Linked DNA regions of Mus musculus: all the other regions are linked to region 1. Evidence: chromatin contacts called from public HiChIP or PLAC-seq and promoter capture Hi-C data. All regions are on one chromosome and are shown on one strand. Each heading gives the region's core, a stretch centred on a gene start, on an enhancer-like site or on the middle of the called end of the contact. The rest is flanking DNA. Distances are from core to core; before and after follow the strand shown. Region 1 holds the start of Ncf4 (neutrophil cytosolic factor 4). Region 2 overlaps Myh9 (myosin, heavy polypeptide 9, non-muscle). Region 3 holds the start of Foxred2 (FAD-dependent oxidoreductase domain containing 2).

Region 1 (2,737 bases), core at 173-2,672:
CCTTGTCTTGAGCAGGGATTTGTATGCTTAAAAGAGCTAACTCTGTGAACTGCGGTACTTCTGTGTGCTGGGAGTAGGTCAGACCGTCCATTCTACGTTCCTCTACCACCCTGATCTATCTGTGCAGTGCAAAGGCCTTGATGAACATGCAGTCACTGGTGGAGTGTCCCTCTCCCACTTTCCTGTCCCCTCCTGTGACTTTCTTCATCCTCGTTTCTGTCTCCCCAGGAGCCCATGCCCTGCCTGGCCACGGGGAGGGCAGTTCTCACTGGGCAGACTCTATCCTGGGAGCTCTAGGTTCATCCTCTCTGGGCTGGGTCAGGGCCAGAAGATCCCTTCAGGGTGACAGGATGGAGGGGGGACATTTTAAAGTAAGGATCCTAAAACATTCTATATTCTTGGAGCCAGATCCTGAGGAGTCTGAGACTGCTTCCAATCCAGCCCCATTTAAGGTGAGAAACATAGGCCGTTCCAGATTCCTCAGGGGGAAAGCCCTGTCCCCACAGCCACGTTCCAAAGTTGGGGAGATAGGAGCCTGATTCAGGCAGGCTGGGCAGGCTGCCATCTCTCCTTCTGTCTTAGCATACCATCAAGTGGAGCTGGGGGTTGGGGGACATTCTCTGGGCTGCTGGGCCCATCCTCACTGTAGGCTTTGGAGAGCTCCCTACAGAACCAAGCATTAGAAGGAGCTGACGAAGAACTTCCTCCTTCTGCTCACATAATCTGGGTGTCCGCAGCGTAGTGCTGGCCTGGAAGAAGCCTAACACACAAACACACGTTTGGAACACACTGGGGTAGGGAACCCCGCTGGTGAGAGCTTGCCGCAGGAAAAGCCCGGAGAGTGGCAGGGAGGGTCTGGTGAGGACAGGTTTGTTTCTTAGAGGGCAGCTTCTGAGCTGAGACCTACAGGAGATAGGAGAGGAGCATTGGGAATGTGGTGGCAATGAGGGAAGAGAGATTGGGAGAGCAGGCAGCCCACGGGGCCTTGGGGATTCTGAAGCCAGCAGCGGGGGCTTGGGGCTTTTCTGAGAGCTGAGTAGGGAGGTGGAGGCAGATTGTAAGGAGAGCCTCTGTGTGGATGGAAGCTCTGGGAGAGCTGAATGTGGTATCTCAGAGCCCAGAGCCCCAGATGGGGCATAAAACAATGACTTCCTAGTATAAGAGGGAGGGGGACCAGGAGAGCTTCCTGGAAAAAGCACTATCTCCACCAGACCTTAGGAATGAATGGCAGGTCTTGGATGCTTGAGAAAGGGATTCAGGAAGAAGCCTGAGGAGGAAGTCCACAAGTGTCCTTGATGGACTACCCAGGGCTAAAACTGCTCTATGGTGGGTGGAGCTCAGCACCAGAGACAGGCACTGAGGAAATCCCCAAAGCCAGTGGCCTCACGCAAGCCCAGCACCCAAGGGTGCCACTTCCTCAACTGCTGTGCAGCTGGGAAGTGGCTGAGAAGACGTGTGAGGGCCAGGCAGCTCAAAGCCTGAAGGAGGTACTTCAAGGAGGGTCCAGAGAAGCTGGGCAGGGCGGGACCTCCTCAAAGGCTGCCCCTGGGGACACCCCAAGCTTCAGGAAGCTCTCAGATGCACATAGGAGGAAGTGAGAGGTGAACTCGGCCTGGATCTGGTTGGGCAAGGCCCCCATCCATCTGCTTTTCTGACTACCCACAGCCATGGCCCTGGCCCAGCAGCTGCGATCAGAGAGGTGAGAGTGTGCCTCTATTCCCTGCCAGGCTTTCTCAATGATCCCAATAGGCCTGGGGGGTGGGTATGGGGAAGTAAGAGGCTGTCCCTCCTGTCACCTGATATCAGTGGATCAGCACAGAGTCAAATTTGAAGGTCTTGCTGAATGATACTGCAGGAGCTGCATGCTCCAGCAGATGTTTCTAGAACCTTGACTTAGTAGGTCGGCAGTGTTATGCACCAGTAAGAAGCCTAAGGCTCAGAATGGGGAGTGGCTTGGATGTGGCCAAGGACCACAGGGTGAGTGGGTGGCAGAGCCTGGGAGCAGAGGTGTCCTGGGTGCTAGGCTTGGGTTCTGGGTTCCTGGTTCCACACTGCAATCAGGAGCGGCTCTTCCATCTGCCCTTCAGACTGAAACTGGCCTCTGCGTTTTCCTATCTTTAGGTTCAGATAGCCCAGGCTCTGCCGTCTGACCCCTCACTCCACTTCCTTGTCCTGAACAGGTCTTAGATGCTTGGCACAATGTTGGGGGCCGGGTCTTTGCTCTGCCTGCTCTGAGGGTGTTTTAGTTTTTTGGATCACAGTTGTGTCTCTGGGAGGCCGAACAGCCCTGGGACACACTGAGAGCTCACTACATCTGCTAAGAGCTCAAAAATGACCCAGATCTATCTTGGACAATGCTGACATTATACAGGTAGGGACAAGGAGACCTGATGGCCCCAAGCCCGGCCACCTCATTCAGTCAGCACTTGCTCAGTGTCTCTTATGGAGACAGCCCTGTGTTCCCATCTGCATGTGGAGACCCAAATGACAGAACCGTCCCCTGGATCAAGCAGAAAGCAACGTTAGGAAGCCAAGTGTCCATGTGAACTGCTTGAGAGTCACCAGAACAGGTCTGACTGACAAGACCCAGGTGTGAGCAAAGCACTCGTGGGATCTGGAAAAGGGGATGGGATTCCTGTAGGTCAAAGGTCAGAGGAGGTTTGTCTGTAACAAGAGTTAGTGTTGGGTGGGGGTCCTTCCATAGCTATAGAGAGTGTTACTGGGGTGCTAAGTAAGG
Region 2 (2,737 bases), core at 88-2,587, 410 kb before region 1:
ACTAGACACACACTTCATGGTAGTTAGGCCCCAGAAGCCAAGGAAATACAGCCACCCAACCGAGGCCACTGGAGCCAAGAGAGAGGGGGTTGGAATGAAACCTGTGTGTCTGACCAGTCAGGTAGAAACATGTTGTGTTCCCAGTCTGGCATGGGCAATGAACTTCACAAGGGTCCTGGTGGTGAGGCAAGGTCAGAATGGAGGCAGCACCTCCAGGAGAAGTAGGAGTGGCTCCTCAGTCAGGCTAAGTACTCAGCATGGAAGCTTTGAGAGTAGCTACTCAGCACTGGCAACCCAAGGACTGTTCGCCTTGCTGATGCTCATCTGGAGAGAGGCTCTACTCACCACTGGGGTGAACAACCTGGGCTCGCAAAGGGCCGATCTGACCATTAAGGGCTGATCTAAAGTGGAAGGGGACTCTGAGGGCTGCTTGGACAGCAGTCCATAGACTGAGCTGAGAGCACTCCATCCTACAGAGCAGCAAACCAAAAGAGGCAGGTTTGAGTGGTGCAAGGGCATAGTTCATAGCTTGGTTTGGTTTGAGACAAAGTTTCAATGTGTAGTCTTGTCTAGACTTCATTGAGTTCCTCTTATACCCAGCTAAGACATGAGAACCCAGCGGTTCTCGACCTTCCTAAACCTGTGACCCTTTAATACAGTTCCTCATGTTGTGGTAGCCCCCCAAAAATTATTTTTACTACATCATAACCGTAACTTTCTTACTGTTATGGATCATAATATAACTATCTGATATGCAGGATATCTGATATGCGACCCTGTGAAAGGGTGGGTCACATATCAAAGGGCTGTGACCCACATGTTAACGATCCTGTTTACAGATGACAAAAATGGGGATCTAAGCAGACCACCATCCCAGCGCTGGGGAGGCAGAAGCAAGTGGATCTCTGTGAACTCAAGGCCACCCTGATCTACATAAGGAGGATAGCAGCTCCTGAAAGGTATCATCCCCAGACCTGAAAAGGATCACCAGAATGTCTGGGCTGCACCAGGACAGCTGGGAACGAATGTAAAATAGTATAAACTCAAGAGATAATCTTTGGCCCACAATTACCAAGCCCAGTGTAAACAGGAAGTGAATAAAGATGGGGGGGGGGGCATGAGGCTAGGAGAGATGGGCCATAGTCAAGAGCACCTCCTGCTCATGCAGAGGCTCCAGATTCAGTTTCTAGCACCCACACGGTGACACGTAACCTTCCATAATTCCACACCCAGGAATCCACAGCTCTCTTCTGGGCTCTGCAGGCAATACATATAAACTAATCTCTTTTTTAAAGGGCCACAGAGGGCCTGTCTTAACTAGAAACATTGTAATCCCCCGGCTGCTGCTGGACTCCCCCCAGTTCCTCTTTTTCAGTACCAACCTGACCCATGTGTGAAGAGAAGGCTAGACTGAGCCTCAGATTGTGTTGCTTTGGGTAGCCTGGCGGTAATGGGGGTCTAAGATCCATGACAAACTTCAAACCCAAGAAGTCTGGGGCTGATGGAAATACAACCTGCCTGGTGGAGAGAGACCCAGGAAGGTATGCAAAGCCTGCAATGCCTGAGCCCCATCAGCATTTCTGGGGCCACCCAGCCCACTTCATTCCCCAGCGAGGCAGGTGGCAACATGCTTCTGGCTCCTTCCCAAGCAACAAGTTACCTCTCCTGCTCTCTAAGAAGACCAAACATTTCAGAAAACCTTGAGCTGGATGGAGTAGGAACTGAGGGGAGGGGCCAGAGAGAGCAAAGCACAAGGCTGCCCTCTCTGATGAAGGTAGAGACCCACCATCCCGGTACCCAGGTACCTTGCAAAGACTTCCCCCACTACAGATAAAGATCCAAAGCTGCAACAAGGATTCTGAAACTTCCTTTTTTTTTTTTTACAACAAAGCCAAACTGTTGCAACTTATTGCTACAATTCTTACAACATCTCAGCAAGGCCTCAACTGAGACCTGGGCCCCTGGCAAGGTGTCTAGATGTTTCCAGACCTCCCCACCCTCATTAGGAGGAACCCTATCCCCTCTTCCTTCCTCCCCCTTTCTCCCTACCCTCGGGAGTCTCCTTCCTGCTCAGTAGCATCCTCAACAGAGACAACCCTGTGAACAAAGCCCCTTAGAGACTTTTGGTCTTTCACCTCTTCCAGATGGGTTTCCTGACCCAGGCCTTTGGTATACACAGGAGATAGGAGACAGGTAGAATTGGGAGGGAGCAGGTGGAAGGCCTTCCTACACAGAGCCTGGAAAGATCTCGCAGCTCTTGGCTCCAGTTCCTGAGCTTCCTGACAGCTTGTGAATGACAAAGTGGTTTTACCAGCTTTCAATGAACCGGGCTGGGCACCCAGGAGTCCCATCTCTACAAACCCCCATGTCTCAAGCCACAACACCAACACCAGAAGGCAGTGAACATGTTCCTAGGACTAGACCTGCGCCCAGGGAGCAGCCCAGTGATCTCAGACCCTGCATCTTGATGTACAACCATCTCTGTACAAGACCTACAATAGATGCTTAGATACTCACTGAGTGATTACATTTTTAGAGACAATAAAGCTCACGGTATTTTCTGACAATGTAAATAATAGTTCCTCCCCTCAGTGGACCATAACATGGTCATTAAATACCCAGTATGAAGAATGTTGCAACACAGGAAACTTCAGATTGCAGCACTGCTTGAGAACTCAAGTGTACACAGTACCATTGTGCCTGGGATCTGGTGAAGTGCATGCCGGTGTGTGCATGC
Region 3 (2,737 bases), core at 91-2,590, 290 kb before region 1:
CACAGGACCATGGCGAAGGCAATAGAGCCTGGCAAATCCTGTACGATAAATTGCTAGATTTCCCCAAACATACTCAGCCACAGCTTTGTAAGGACGCACCTTAAAAAAGTTTTGCTTGGCACTGAACCCCATTGGGAGCAAGAAGTAGCCCCTTTCTCATTCTCTCCAATCTCGAGGCCAATTCGGCTGTGTCCTGAGGCTCCTTACCTGCACTGGTAAACCTGGCCCTTCTGGTCCGTCAGAATGAAGTAATGGCCGTTCCAGGCTTGTGGATCCTTGTCCAGGGTCACATGGGTGATGTTTGTGTTGTATAACACATGGAGCCCCAGGCGCCGCGCGAAGTCACCCAGGTAGCGCACCATGTCGCTGGCGTCGGGGAAGTAAGCCTGCGAGTAGTGTCTGAAGAGCAGGTGTGGGTCGTCGCTGAGCAGCGAGTTCCAGTCGTGGCGGAGGTTGAACTCGGCGTTGGCCTTGCCCGTGTGCCGCTTGTTGATGCTGATGAGCTTGCGGTGGCGCGGGTAGCGAGTGAAGAAGCTGCCAGGTGCGGACTCGCGTTCGAATACCTCGTAGTCCCTGCCGGCTCGATGCAGGAAGGCGGCCATCTGCAGGCCCGCAGGACCGGCGCCCAGGACGCAGTAGTCCCGGTGCGGACGGGAACACACTGCCAGGTGCAAGGCTAGGGCCACCAGCAGCCCCGAGGGACCCATCCTGCAGCACAGTAGAGGAGAGGCCTCGCACCTCGTGGCTGGCAGCTGGTGACAGCCGGCTTTCCCGAGGAACGAGAAACCAGGCGCTTGAGCCTCCCAGGGATCTGGAGCGGGGCTAGTACTGAACCCCGGGACCTAGGGGCTCATCTATCCCGTCTCCATCTCTTTCAGGTAGGATCAAGGGCCCACAGGAATTCTGAATCCCCAGCTCATCTCCATAGTCCACTTTCCTAGGGTGTCAGACTCCCTTATTGTCATGGTAATTTCCACCCCAAAGGAGAGGCAGTTTCCCCAATTTCCACTCATTTTGGATGTGCCCTGCATTTTGGGAGGAGGTCTTCCCAGGTGGACCCTTCAGAGGTTCTGGTTGGTCTACCCACCTTTCACCCTGGGGGTGGGGGTACGGGACCCTGAAGGAGGTGTGGCTTCTAAGGCCCCGCCCCAGCCCCCCGGATCACGTGAGGATGCCCCAGCACACCTGCCGCGGTCTCCGCTATCCCGCACTGCTTCTGGCGCGTGCGCGGTCCCCAGGCTGAGCTTCCGACCCGCACGCTGCCGCCACCGGTAGCCCAGCGATGCTCCCACGACAGGCTGCAGTGGAGGGAAGCTACGGCTGACTCGCGCCACAGCGGCCACGCCCCTCCCCACTCCGGGCCAATAGCAGGGGGCGGGTCACGTGTGCCACGCGCAGCACGCCGGGACTGGTGGGGCGGCCGGGGCGCGAGTGGCGCACACGTGCTGTGAGCGCTGTTTCTGAGGGTAGAGGTGCCTTGGGGAACAGCAGGTCCATGATGGGACGCCTGGCCCTTCCTTTTGATTTGTACTAATCCTTGTGCCAGAAGATGAGAGATTTTTGGAGAAAACCTTGCCATTTATATCCCTTTATTACTGTAGAAGACTGAACCTAATTGGCCAGTCAATTTTGTGGGACTGAGGAGAGGCCAAGACAGATGAACCAATTATTGTCTTAGAGTCTTGATCGTTCAGTTGTACGAAGGGTGGCCAAGGGAAGCGATTCCCAGCACTTTGTAACTGACTCGTCAATACAAAGTGACAAGGTTTGCATAAAACAAAGATAAAGCTAAGTGGGTTTTGAGACAGCATAGTGGCTCACTCTTGTATGTCCAGCAATCGTGAGACTGAGACAAGAGGACTGTGTGAAATCCTGCTTCAAACTCCCCAACCCAGAGGCTCAAACTGCAATTCTGTGTAGGAAGGAGGATTTGAATATTCAGGCTAGCTCCCTAGACCAAGTTACTCACCTGGCTAATTAGAATACTGTGTGCCTTTTGGAGGAAAGGATAGCGACCTTCACAAGGCGATGCAGAAGCTGAGGGTTCTTAGGAAAAACATCTGGGAAGGACTTTACCAGCTTTGCGTGACTGTAGCTGCTTCCCATTAAAAAGGAGCCTTGCTCCTGGAAGCCTAATCGGAACCCCGCCCACTTGCAGCTTCCCTCATTTGCCCTTAGAAATTTACGTTTATGATTTTCCTGGTGAAAGAAAGCACACCCGGAATGCTGGTGTTTTCTTTAGAGCCTGCACTAAAGAAATCCGCCCTGGGGGCAGACATAAACTTTAGTTTATTGTCATTGTGGAGACCTCAGCCCACAGGTTTAGTTTGGAGCTATCCTGGGTAGACAAGGTATCTCACCGAAAATAAAGCCGAGCATTTCATAGATACTGTGGAGAGGATGGGCAGGCACCAAAAGGAACTAGAAAGTTGGTCTGCCTTTGGTGATGGAAATGGAATGATCAGGAGCCCCACGCCTGGCTAAGGTGCAGGATTCCCAGCCATTGATCTACAGCCCACAGCGCAGGGCTACAGGAGCTTCTTGTAGGTGGATTGGACCAAGGGATCTGGATTCTGGGCCACTCCTGAAGCCCAAGACATTTGTCACACTATTTTATGTTGTTTGCACTCTACATTAAAATCTCAGTCAGGGCTGCTCCAAGTCTGAGATTCTCAGAAACGCCAAGGTTTCTGCTCAGCATCCTTTGCTGGCCTCTTTAAGTTAGTTCAATTATGTT

The links. Promoter capture Hi-C pulls out the DNA fragments that hold promoters and counts their contacts. HiChIP or PLAC-seq counts read pairs in DNA pulled down with a chosen protein or histone mark.
Region 2: an H3K27ac HiChIP or PLAC-seq map of microglia shows a contact between it and region 1, with 9 times the contacts expected there. The contact joins the enhancer-like site here to the promoter of Ncf4 in region 1. A contact is called at or near these places in 1 of 39 promoter capture datasets (pre-B cells), 1 of 484 Hi-C or Micro-C datasets (the C10 cell line), 2 of 115 datasets of contacts at active chromatin or transcription factors (microglia and pancreatic cancer cells) and 1 of 9 other capture datasets (liver).
Region 3: a contact with region 1 is called in a promoter capture Hi-C map of embryonic stem cells, with 2.8 times the contacts expected there. The contact joins the promoter of Foxred2 here to the promoter of Ncf4 in region 1. A contact is called at or near these places in 6 of 39 promoter capture datasets (the C10 cell line, embryonic stem cells, hematopoietic stem and progenitor cells and 2 more), 3 of 484 Hi-C or Micro-C datasets (B cells, the G1E-ER4 cell line and neutrophils), 3 of 115 datasets of contacts at active chromatin or transcription factors (bone marrow-derived macrophages and large pre-B cells) and 2 of 9 other capture datasets (embryonic stem cells and liver).

The regions. Positions count from the first base shown.
Region 1 is chr15:78,243,389-78,246,125 of GRCm38.p6, forward strand. Ncf4 (neutrophil cytosolic factor 4) reads left to right here and starts at 1,423. Exons shown (of 10, transcript NM_008677.2): 1 at 1,423-1,699. The coding sequence starts at 1,668.
Region 2 is chr15:77,829,579-77,832,315 of GRCm38.p6, forward strand. The region is part of intron 1 of Myh9 (myosin, heavy polypeptide 9, non-muscle); the gene reads right to left. Among named protein-coding and RNA genes, the nearest start is that of Myh9, 11 kb to the right of the region's middle. Within about 2 kb of position 1,338, at least 73 of the 459 cell types and tissues checked have an H3K27ac peak or open chromatin away from gene starts, as enhancers often do. A contact at or near this core is called in microglia, where this site is marked.
Region 3 is chr15:77,955,382-77,958,118 of GRCm38.p6, forward strand. Foxred2 (FAD-dependent oxidoreductase domain containing 2) reads right to left here and starts at 1,341. Exons shown (of 9, transcript NM_001017983.2): 1 at 1,186-1,341; 2 at 208-708. The coding sequence starts at 707.